2 separate regions of the Canis lupus genome follow, and region 1 is linked to region 2. Evidence: chromatin contacts called from public Hi-C data. All regions are on one chromosome and are shown on one strand. The core of a region is the stretch at or near the end of the contact, and the rest is flanking DNA. Distances in the headings are between cores, read along the strand shown.

Region 1 (4,597 bases), core at 612-3,111, 170 kb after region 2:
AGCTTCCTCCGTGTCCACATCAGCCATCAGCCCTCCTCCCCCATCAATAGACCGAACTTGGAAAAAGCCGCTGAGACACAGGCCTCAGCTTCTGAGCTCGAGCTCTGAGGTGGAAAGGGAGCTTGTCGGGCACTCAGAGGCTACCCATCTTCACAACCAAACTAAAAAATGCCATTCTTGGGTCAGTTCCCAGACACAAACTTAGAACATTTGACGTACCTGATTCTGCTTGATCATAGCCAAAAAAACTCAGCAGCTTGAGGAGCAGTTTCTCCTCAATTTGCACCGTGAATCTCTGAGCTGTGATCATCAGATGCTAGAGAGAAAGAAATTCTGATTAATAGTGTAAACACCAGAAGGAATTTTCATCTGTGCCATTAAGAAGGACACATCGCCAAATGATTTCTGGCTCATCTCTCTCTACATTGTCATCATTAGCCAAAAATTCCAGGAGAGGTTTAATACAGTTTGCCACCCTACTGTTTGGTTTCCAGGGCATCTGTATCTCCTTAGTCAGGATCGCGCTTGCAGATGGGCTGCGGTGGACAGGGTTATGGTGCTGAGCTCACATGGACAGCAGCTAGTTTAAGGAGCAGTAGGATTGGAGGGCCCCCACTGGTAATGGTGACAGAGGCCCGAAATATGGAAGCAACCTCTTAGCTCCCACTTTTCCAGAATTTGCTGCCGTTATCAGCTCACTCATATGTGAAAAATTCTCCAGGAAAGAAAGTTTATCTCTTTTGAACAACATGCTTTTATTAAACAGCGTGTTAGCTTATGTGGGAGGACATCTGTCCCGAGGTCAGACCCCTCCTACCACTCCCTTTCTAATTATTCTATTTTAATAACACATCTGGATCATGCCTGGTCCTGACCAATCTGGAAGATGTTATGCTTTCCCACAGAGACTTTTTACTCTGACAAATACAGGCTCCGCCCCTACAAACTGGGCACTCTCACATGCAGTCGAAGCCACAGTTGAGAATACAAGGTGCTAAGAGCAGTTATTGTAAATCCCTCTACACCACGGAGTTAAGTCCACAGGACAACTTCCAGCCACACCCCGCACTGCTGTTCAGGGACTCAGCTGTGAGGGAACCCATCAGCCTCCTGCCATCATGCCAAGCCCACCAGGCTCTCCCCTCAGCCTACCTTGTAGATGTTGGTCAGTGCGCTCTTACTGGGGAACTTTACTGCATTCACTTGCACGGCAGGGCCGGTCTCGATGACCTCATTCTCGTTGCTCAGGGGAGTCACGTAGAGCATGAAGGGCTGAGTAGTTCCAATGAGCTGATTGTCCACCTGGCACATGAAAAAGCAGCAAAACAAAACAAGAACAGACAACTGCTCAGTTCTCAGCTACCATTGAGTGGGGTCTCATCCTATGCAGGACACTCAGAGAAAGTACTGCTGCCATTTTGCTCTAGAAAAATTCATTCTGGGATCCCTGGGTGGCTCAGCAGTTGAGCGCCTGCCTTCGGCCCAGGGCGTGATCCTGGAGACCCGGGATTGAGTCCCATGTCAGGCTCCCTTCATGGATCCTGCTTCTCCCTCTGCCTGTGTCTCTGCCTCTCTCTCTCTCTCTCTCTCTCTGTCTGTCTCTCATGAATAAATAAATAAAACCTTTAAAAGAAAAAAAAAATTCATTCTCGCTGCAGAGCAGCACTAATTGCAGTAGGGATGGCAACAGAAGCTCTCCTTTATGAGGTGAGTACTATGTGCCAAGCACCAAGCTAGCCTGATGCAGGAGCTGAGTCACAGGACACCTGTCAAGAGTTACTGCAGTCAGGGTCCCACTGCAGCCCTAACCACCGCCTCCTTATGGCACAGATGAAGGAGCTGAGGAGAGAGCCCCTTGACCCCAAGCCCAGTGCTCCTGACCACTAGGATACAGATGAATGAAGTGAAGCGACACCAGACCGGGAAAACTAGGGAATCAGTGCTTGCCTGGCCACCAAATGCAAATAGCGGCCTTTCCCAAAGTCGAGTCCCTGTTGGGAATGAAATGATGAAGCGGCATCAGGCACTGCTCTATTCGCCCACAGCCGTCAGCACCATAGCTGAGTGTGCACTCTGCACCGCGCTATGGTTGTGGACGGCAAAAGGCTCATGCGGGGAGCACCCACCCCCACTTGCTTGTGTCAAAGCTCCGAATCAGGATGAGGGAAGAGAACATCCGTTGGGAACCTCTGTGTGTACTTCCCACACATTACTTAGCACATCCCTTACTACAACCCTAAAGGCTAAGATTATTCCTCCCCATTTTACAAACGAGTAAACAGAAGCTTAGGGAACTCAGATCACTTGCCCACATTCACACGGCTAAGTGAAACGGAAGAGTTGGGACTCAAATGGAGGTGTTTCTGGCCCCAAATACTGTGACCCTCCCATTATGCCACACGGCCTGCCACGCAGCCACCTGTAGAGCCGGCTGGCTCTCAAGCTGCTGAGATAAGGGTGAGGGACCGTGAACACATTTTCCTACTTCCATCCTTGCCCTGATCGTGTACTCCCTGCACAGCAGCAAAGTGATCTTTCAAAAATACAAATCAAGTCATGTCCCTCCTCCCTTTACATCTGTCTGTCAGTGGCTTCCTTTCCTCTTGGGATGAAACCAAACTTCTCGCCACGCCTCCACAGCCTGCCATGACACACAGTGCCTACTTCCCCGTCTTTAGCACACAGCACTCCCCTCCAGGTCCACTACAACCCCCACACATGAGCCTGCTGGCTATTCCCCAAAAGGGGGGCAACTCTCCTCTCAGAGTCTGAATTCTGAGGGAAAGCTTCTGACCCTAACATCCTTCTGCACTCATTCTCTTCCTTCAAGCTCAGCTCTCACTTCTTCGGGAGGAACTTCCCAGGCCACTTCACCTAAAGAGTAGCACCATCCTTCTGTATTCTTTTTAGCAATTCCCACTGGTGCCAATCATTATACTCGCCTGCTTGGGACCTTACAGGCTGCCTCCTTCCCGAGGCTGTAATTAGCCCAAAGGAAGCTGAGCCTTCATCTTCTGAGTCACGGCTGTATCGCTAGAGCCTAGTGCCATGCCCGGGGCACTGCTGCTGCTCTAAGAATTTACTCACTAAATGAATGACCTGTCATATCCAATAGAGGAAACACAAAAGTTCTCACCTTACTCTAACCTCTCCTTTATTCTTTCCCCAAACACATTTGATACAAGATGTATAAGAGTTATGAATTCTAGTTTTATTCTGCCAATTAGATTAGATGCTCCCTAAGGACGGGACCATTATTTTCTATTTTTAAACGTCCTTTCTCCCAATGCTGTCATCATAGTAAACTCTCAAATCTGTTTACTTTCTATGACTTACAGCCCACATTAAATCAAGAGGTATTATAGCAGAAAAAAAAATTTTGATTAAAAAGTTAATGAAATTCACAAAGCTCAAATGGCTCCTTGAATTTTCTCTCTGAGGTTAAAAAAAAAAAAAGACAAAGATAATAACTTTCTATCTGTCCTCAATCAAATGGGATGTGATTAGCCTGAACAATTTGCTCTTTGTGATATAAGACAAAAGAAAACATTTTTCTGAAAGGAGTTTTGGTATGGACAGCAGTGCATGGGTCCGCAGGAGGACACCCTGGAGATGGGCACAGACTGCCCACTTCCAGGAGGAACACAGGGTGCCCACCTGGGGAAAGAACCACAGTCTAGGTCTTTGGATCCTTCTTCTGGAAATGTTTACCAGGAACTGGTTTCCTGGACACATTAATCCTGCTGGCAGCTGGAAAGAAAAGCTGCAAGCATGATGCTACAAACAGAACAGCTGTCTTGACGGCATGACAACAAAACTCTAGCGGAGGGCAGCGCCGGTGGCCCAGCGGTTTGGCCCAGGGTGTGGTCCTGGAGACCTGGGATCGGGTCCCGTGTCGGGCTCCCTGCGTGGAGCCTGCTTCTCCCCCTCCCTCTGCCTGTGTCTCTGCCTCTCTCTCTCTCTGTCATGAATAAATAAATAAAATCTTAAACAAACAAAAAAAAACCCCTCTAATGGAAACTGTCAAAATCAACCTTATCAGAGCTCTGAAAGTTAACCAAACGCTTGCAACAATCCAGGGGTCATTTACTGGAGAAAGTTAGCTGAAAGGCAGCATGAACGGCCAGCTCTGTGGCATTCCCACGGTCCCCTCCCCAGGTCTGCAGTGGCCTTGAAAGTCAAGAGCCAGCCACACAACCCAGTGGCCAGTGCGGGGACAGGACAAGCTTTCAGCTCCTCCCAAAAGCTCCGTCCCCCAGACAACTGTCAAGTTTTTGGCTTGTCTGGCACCTCTCCTTCTCCTGGTATTAGTGATTTGTGTCTTCTCTTTTTTCTCTCGTGATCAGACTCCTTAGAAGTTTGTTAGTTTAACTGATCTTCTCAAAGATACAGCTTTTGACCCATTTCCTCCTTTTTTTCCATGGTTGTTCACTGAAAGTGAATCACTGAAGTGATTTCCACTGGGATTCTTAGTTTTATTTCCTTTCTTCTGCTTATTTGGGACTTACTTTGTTGTTGTTTAGTTTCTTAAGATGATACCTGAGTCCATAGTTTCCCGAACTTTCTCCTCTAATACAGCTATAAATCTCCCTTCGGT
Region 2 (4,022 bases), core at 116-2,615:
GCAGGAGGGGCATCCTGTCCCATGCGGTTCCCACTAAAGCCAAGCCACTGGGACCCTCTGGACACCCTGCAGCGCAGAGCCCCCTCAACCTCGTCTTTTTGGGACCTGTCTGTGGGGGGTCCACCCAGGAGGCGGCAAACAGCACCCCTCTGGGCAGCTGATGAAGCAGTCTGAAGCCCACAGGGATGGCAGGCCCACAAAACCCACATCCTGAAGGTAAACCGAGTAGGAAAAAGGTGTCTGCTTCCCAGCCAGAAGCCATCCCCACCCCTTTCAGGGCTGCCTGACTTATTCCTTTTTATTCTGCTTCCCCCCCAAAGCTGCTGGCTGGGAGAGGGAGGGGCCCCCCCTTGTGGCCTCCCGTGAGTCACCTGGATATGCTGTGCCTCTGTTTCCTTCTGCGTTAAATGGGTGTGATGGTCCCACCTCTGCAGGCAGTGTCATTTCCTTTATTTATTCTTTAAAGATTTTAATTTATTCATTAGACAGAGAAAAGGAGAAACAGAGAGCGCACAAGCAGGATGAGTGACAGGGGGAGGGAGAGGGAGAGGCAGTCTCCCCTTGGAGCGGGGAGTCCGACGTGGGGCAAAACCCCAGAACCCGGCTCAGGACCTGAGCTGAAGGCAGACGTGCAACCACCCACCCAGCCTGCCAGGTGCCCCTCTTTTATTTTTATTTTTTTAAGATTTTATTTATTTATTTGAGAGAGAGAGAGAGAGAAAGAGAACACAAGCACGAGGGGAGGGATAGAGGCAGAGGGAGAGGCAGGCTCCCTCCCTGAGCAGGGAGCCCGACTGGGGACTCGATCCCCGAACCCCGAGATCATAACCTGAGCCAAAGGCAGACACTTACCCGACTGAGCCCCCCAGGCGCCCCCCAGGCGCCCCTAGCCGTCTCATTTCTTAAATCAGAATAATGTGTAACACTACCCTGAAGGCCCGCTGCCTGCTCTGCAACCCAAAGACACACGCAGGGGACACGTAAGCAGGACCCACGGGTCCCCCAGCGGCTCTGGCGTCAGCACGGGGCGGGTAGCAGGTTGGGCACCAGGGGACACAGGCAAACGTGCCACTGTGCTTACGAGGGGCTTAATGCATGTGCCGAGGTGGGGCTAGATGACCTTCTCGGCCCGGGAGGCTTGGGGTGTTGCCCCCACGCGGGAGAAAGGTCTGGAAGGGAAAGGAGAGCTGGTGAGCGAGCAGGGACCGACGAGGCAGCGGCGGGGGCGGCCTGGAGGCGCAGTGTCCCGGGCAGGCCACTAGGCGGCTCCGAGGATAACAGATGACAGATGACAACAGGCTGCGGGCGTTCCCGCTCCAGGCTCCCCGGCTCCGGAGCAGGCCCGCGGACACCAGGCGCGGCTGGGACCAAGGGGCCGGGCTCTCTCAGGTTGGGGTTCTTCTCCATTTTTAGAGGACTCCAAGGTGGGAGGGGACAGGCACTTTGACAGAGTCCTGCCTTTAGCCAGGGCCTGGGGGTGAGGATGGCATCGGCCTGCCCTCTGGTCCGCGTCTGGGGGGCTGAATGGAGACAGGAGGGAGCCCCCGTCCGACCTCTCTCCTGCGAGCAAGCGGGGTGCGGTGGGAGGGGAAATCGGGTCCGTCTTTGAATCCCTCCTTCCTGTCGCTTCTGGCTGCGGCACCAGGGAAATGGAGATAGGAATGTCCCCACTGCAAGGTCAGTGGGAGGCTTTGGATGTCAGAACCTAAGCCGTCCACGAAGGAGGACCGTCCTCCAACCCCGCCCTGCCGGTGGCTCTCCAGATGCTGCGTCTCCCAACTCACCCGGAAGGGAGCCTCACCTGCAGAGCTCCTCCCCAGAGCTAGAGGCTTTGTGGCCCGGGTAATCCCCAGCCCCCCCTCAGCCCCAAGTCAGCTTCTCTGAAAGCCACGCTCTCCCCCTGATCCTCAGCAGAACTACCAGGTGGGGCCCCGAAGCGCCTGGTCCCCGCGCCCTGCGCCCCGGTCTCCGGGCCCACCCAGCCCCGCTGAATCAGACCGCCTGGGGGTGAGGCCCGAGCAAGCCTGGCGCGGGGGGCGGGGGGCGGGGGGGGGGGGGGTAACTGCTGCCCCAGATCACAGAGGAGTTCCCTGCCCACCCTCCTCCTCCCTCCTCCTCCTGGCCCGGATGGTCGGGGGCAGTGGGAGGCAAGTCCCATCAGCACTTTAAACCGAGGCTGCTTTTTTGTGACTCACCTCCCAGACTTCCTGCAACAGGCATCTCTAAATAGCAGGGTCCCACCCTCTGGCACAGCAGACGTTCTCCCCGGGGGGGGGGGGGGGGGGGGGGGGCGGGGAGGGCGGGAGGTGGCAAGGTGGGTGCCAGGCTAGGGCAGCCCAAGGGGGACCCAAGGACAGAAGACGCGCGGCCTGCGCAGCTCAGGGGGCGCCCTGGTAGGACATCCTGTTTACAGGCTTTTGTTATTAAAGGAATTGCTGTCAATCAAGGTAATTCTAACCCTAGATGAGCAATAAATATGCTCCCAGCTAATCTTATGGGGATTTTATTGGCACCTTGGGGGCAGAGGTTCCTTTACCCTGCTCACCCCCGCCTCTCAATGCAAAACCCTGCTCCCCAGCTGATGCCCCCACCTCCCTCTCCGACCCTCCCCAGCCACGAGACTAAGAAGTGAAGACAGAAGGCGTCCGGGCACCGGGCGAGGGCGGCTTCCCGGGGCTACCTGGAGGCAGGGGGTGGCCAGAGAGCCTGACATAACCCCGGGTCGACCTGGCGGGATCAAGGCGGGCCTGCCCCCGGCCCCCCGGCCCCCCGGGCCCCCGGCCCCCGAGGAATGGCTCCGGGAGGGAGCCGGTCTGCAGGAGTCGGTCCCAGCGTGCTCCAGGGGCCCGGCCGGCAAGTCCCGGCGCGCGGAGACAGGGCAGCGGCCCGGCCGAGCGCCAGCCGCGGCGCCCCGTGTGCGCGCCCGGGAGCGCGCGTCGCGCACTGCGCAGGGGGAGGGGAGGCCGCGGCCGCCGCTCGCGGGCGCGGTAGTGAAGCCTCCCAACAACTTTAACTGTCAATCAGACTTAATGGGGTATTAAAAAATGGGGGGGCGGGCGGGGGGGTGGAAAGGGCAGCCCTCCCGCTCCGCGCCGCTGCGGCCCGGGGCGCGAATGAATAAGGCGGCGCTGCCGAGGGCGCCCGAGCCACACGCGCGGCGCACCCGGGCCCTCTCCAAGTTGGAAAGGACAAAAAGAAGGCAATAAATGCTAACGAGGCCGGGAAAGGGCGCCGGATCGAGCGGCCAGCCCCGGGGCTCCGCCGGCAGCGGGAGGCCGAGAGCCGGAGGCACCGCGAGCGCGCGCGGGGGCGAGGCGCGCGCGGAGGGAAACTGACACCCGGACCCCCCGCTCCTCGCGCGCGCTGCCGGCCCCGGGTCGCGGTCGGGCAATTTGCAGAATAGCAATGGGTCGGGAGACCTCCGCGGGCTGAAACTGGGAGCTCCGCGCACGCCCCCCGCCCACCAGCACCAGCACCACCAGCACCACCAGCACCAGCACCACTTTTTCTCTATTTTTTTTCCTGGAGAAGGGGGGGGGGCGCGCTACAATTTGGAACCTTTTTTTTTTTTTTCTTTTTTTCTTTCTTTCTTTTTTTTTTTTTTTTTCCAATCTTGCACTTTGAAACCTCGGGACTGTAGCAGGGTGCGCGCGTGCGGTTGGTGCCTCCCCCCCCCGCCCCCCCCACCCCCCCACCCCCACCCCCACCCCCGCCGCTGCCTAAACTCCTCTGCGAGCCTGTAAACATTTACCTGCGAATTCCCCAGCCCCGGCGGCTGCTGGGGCAAGAGGCTTCTTGTTAGAACTTTCCACCTCCGGCTTCCCCTCCAGCCCTCTCTGGCTGTCCCGACCTCCGCAGACGCTTTTGCTCCTCCCGAGCAGAATTTATCCTTGTTTTGTTTTGTTTTGTTTTTCTTCTTTTTTTTTTTCTTTTTTTTTTTTTAACCCTCACCCCCTGTGTTTTGCATTTGGGGAGGGGAGGAAGAGGTGGTTTCCAAGAGTGACCAAGGTGGGACGCCTCTC

The links. Hi-C and Micro-C count contacts between places; a contact is called where the count stands out from the background.
Region 1: a Hi-C map of skin fibroblasts shows a contact between it and region 2, with 2.0 times the contacts expected there. The contact joins the enhancer-like site here to the promoter of DHRS3 in region 2. A contact is called at or near these places in 2 of 9 Hi-C or Micro-C datasets (amygdala and skin fibroblasts).

The regions. Positions count from the first base shown.
Region 1 is chr2:83,467,935-83,472,531 of UU_Cfam_GSD_1.0, forward strand. It overlaps VPS13D (vacuolar protein sorting-associated protein 13D), which reads right to left. Exons shown (of 69, transcript XM_038531970.1): 61 at 1,153-1,302; 62 at 220-316. LOC119876087 (a long non-coding RNA gene) reads left to right here. Exons shown (of 3, transcript XR_005356183.1): 3 at 1-3,954. Among named protein-coding and RNA genes, the nearest start is that of VPS13D, 140 kb to the right of the region's middle. Within about 2 kb of position 1,862, at least 4 of the 20 cell types and tissues checked have an H3K27ac peak or open chromatin away from gene starts, as enhancers often do.
Region 2 is chr2:83,301,427-83,305,448 of UU_Cfam_GSD_1.0, forward strand. DHRS3 (short-chain dehydrogenase/reductase 3) reads left to right here and starts at 1,366. Exons shown (of 6, transcript XM_038531963.1): 1 at 1,366-1,389. It overlaps LOC119870499 (a long non-coding RNA gene), which reads right to left. Exons shown (of 2, transcript XR_005356180.1): 1 at 3,752-4,022.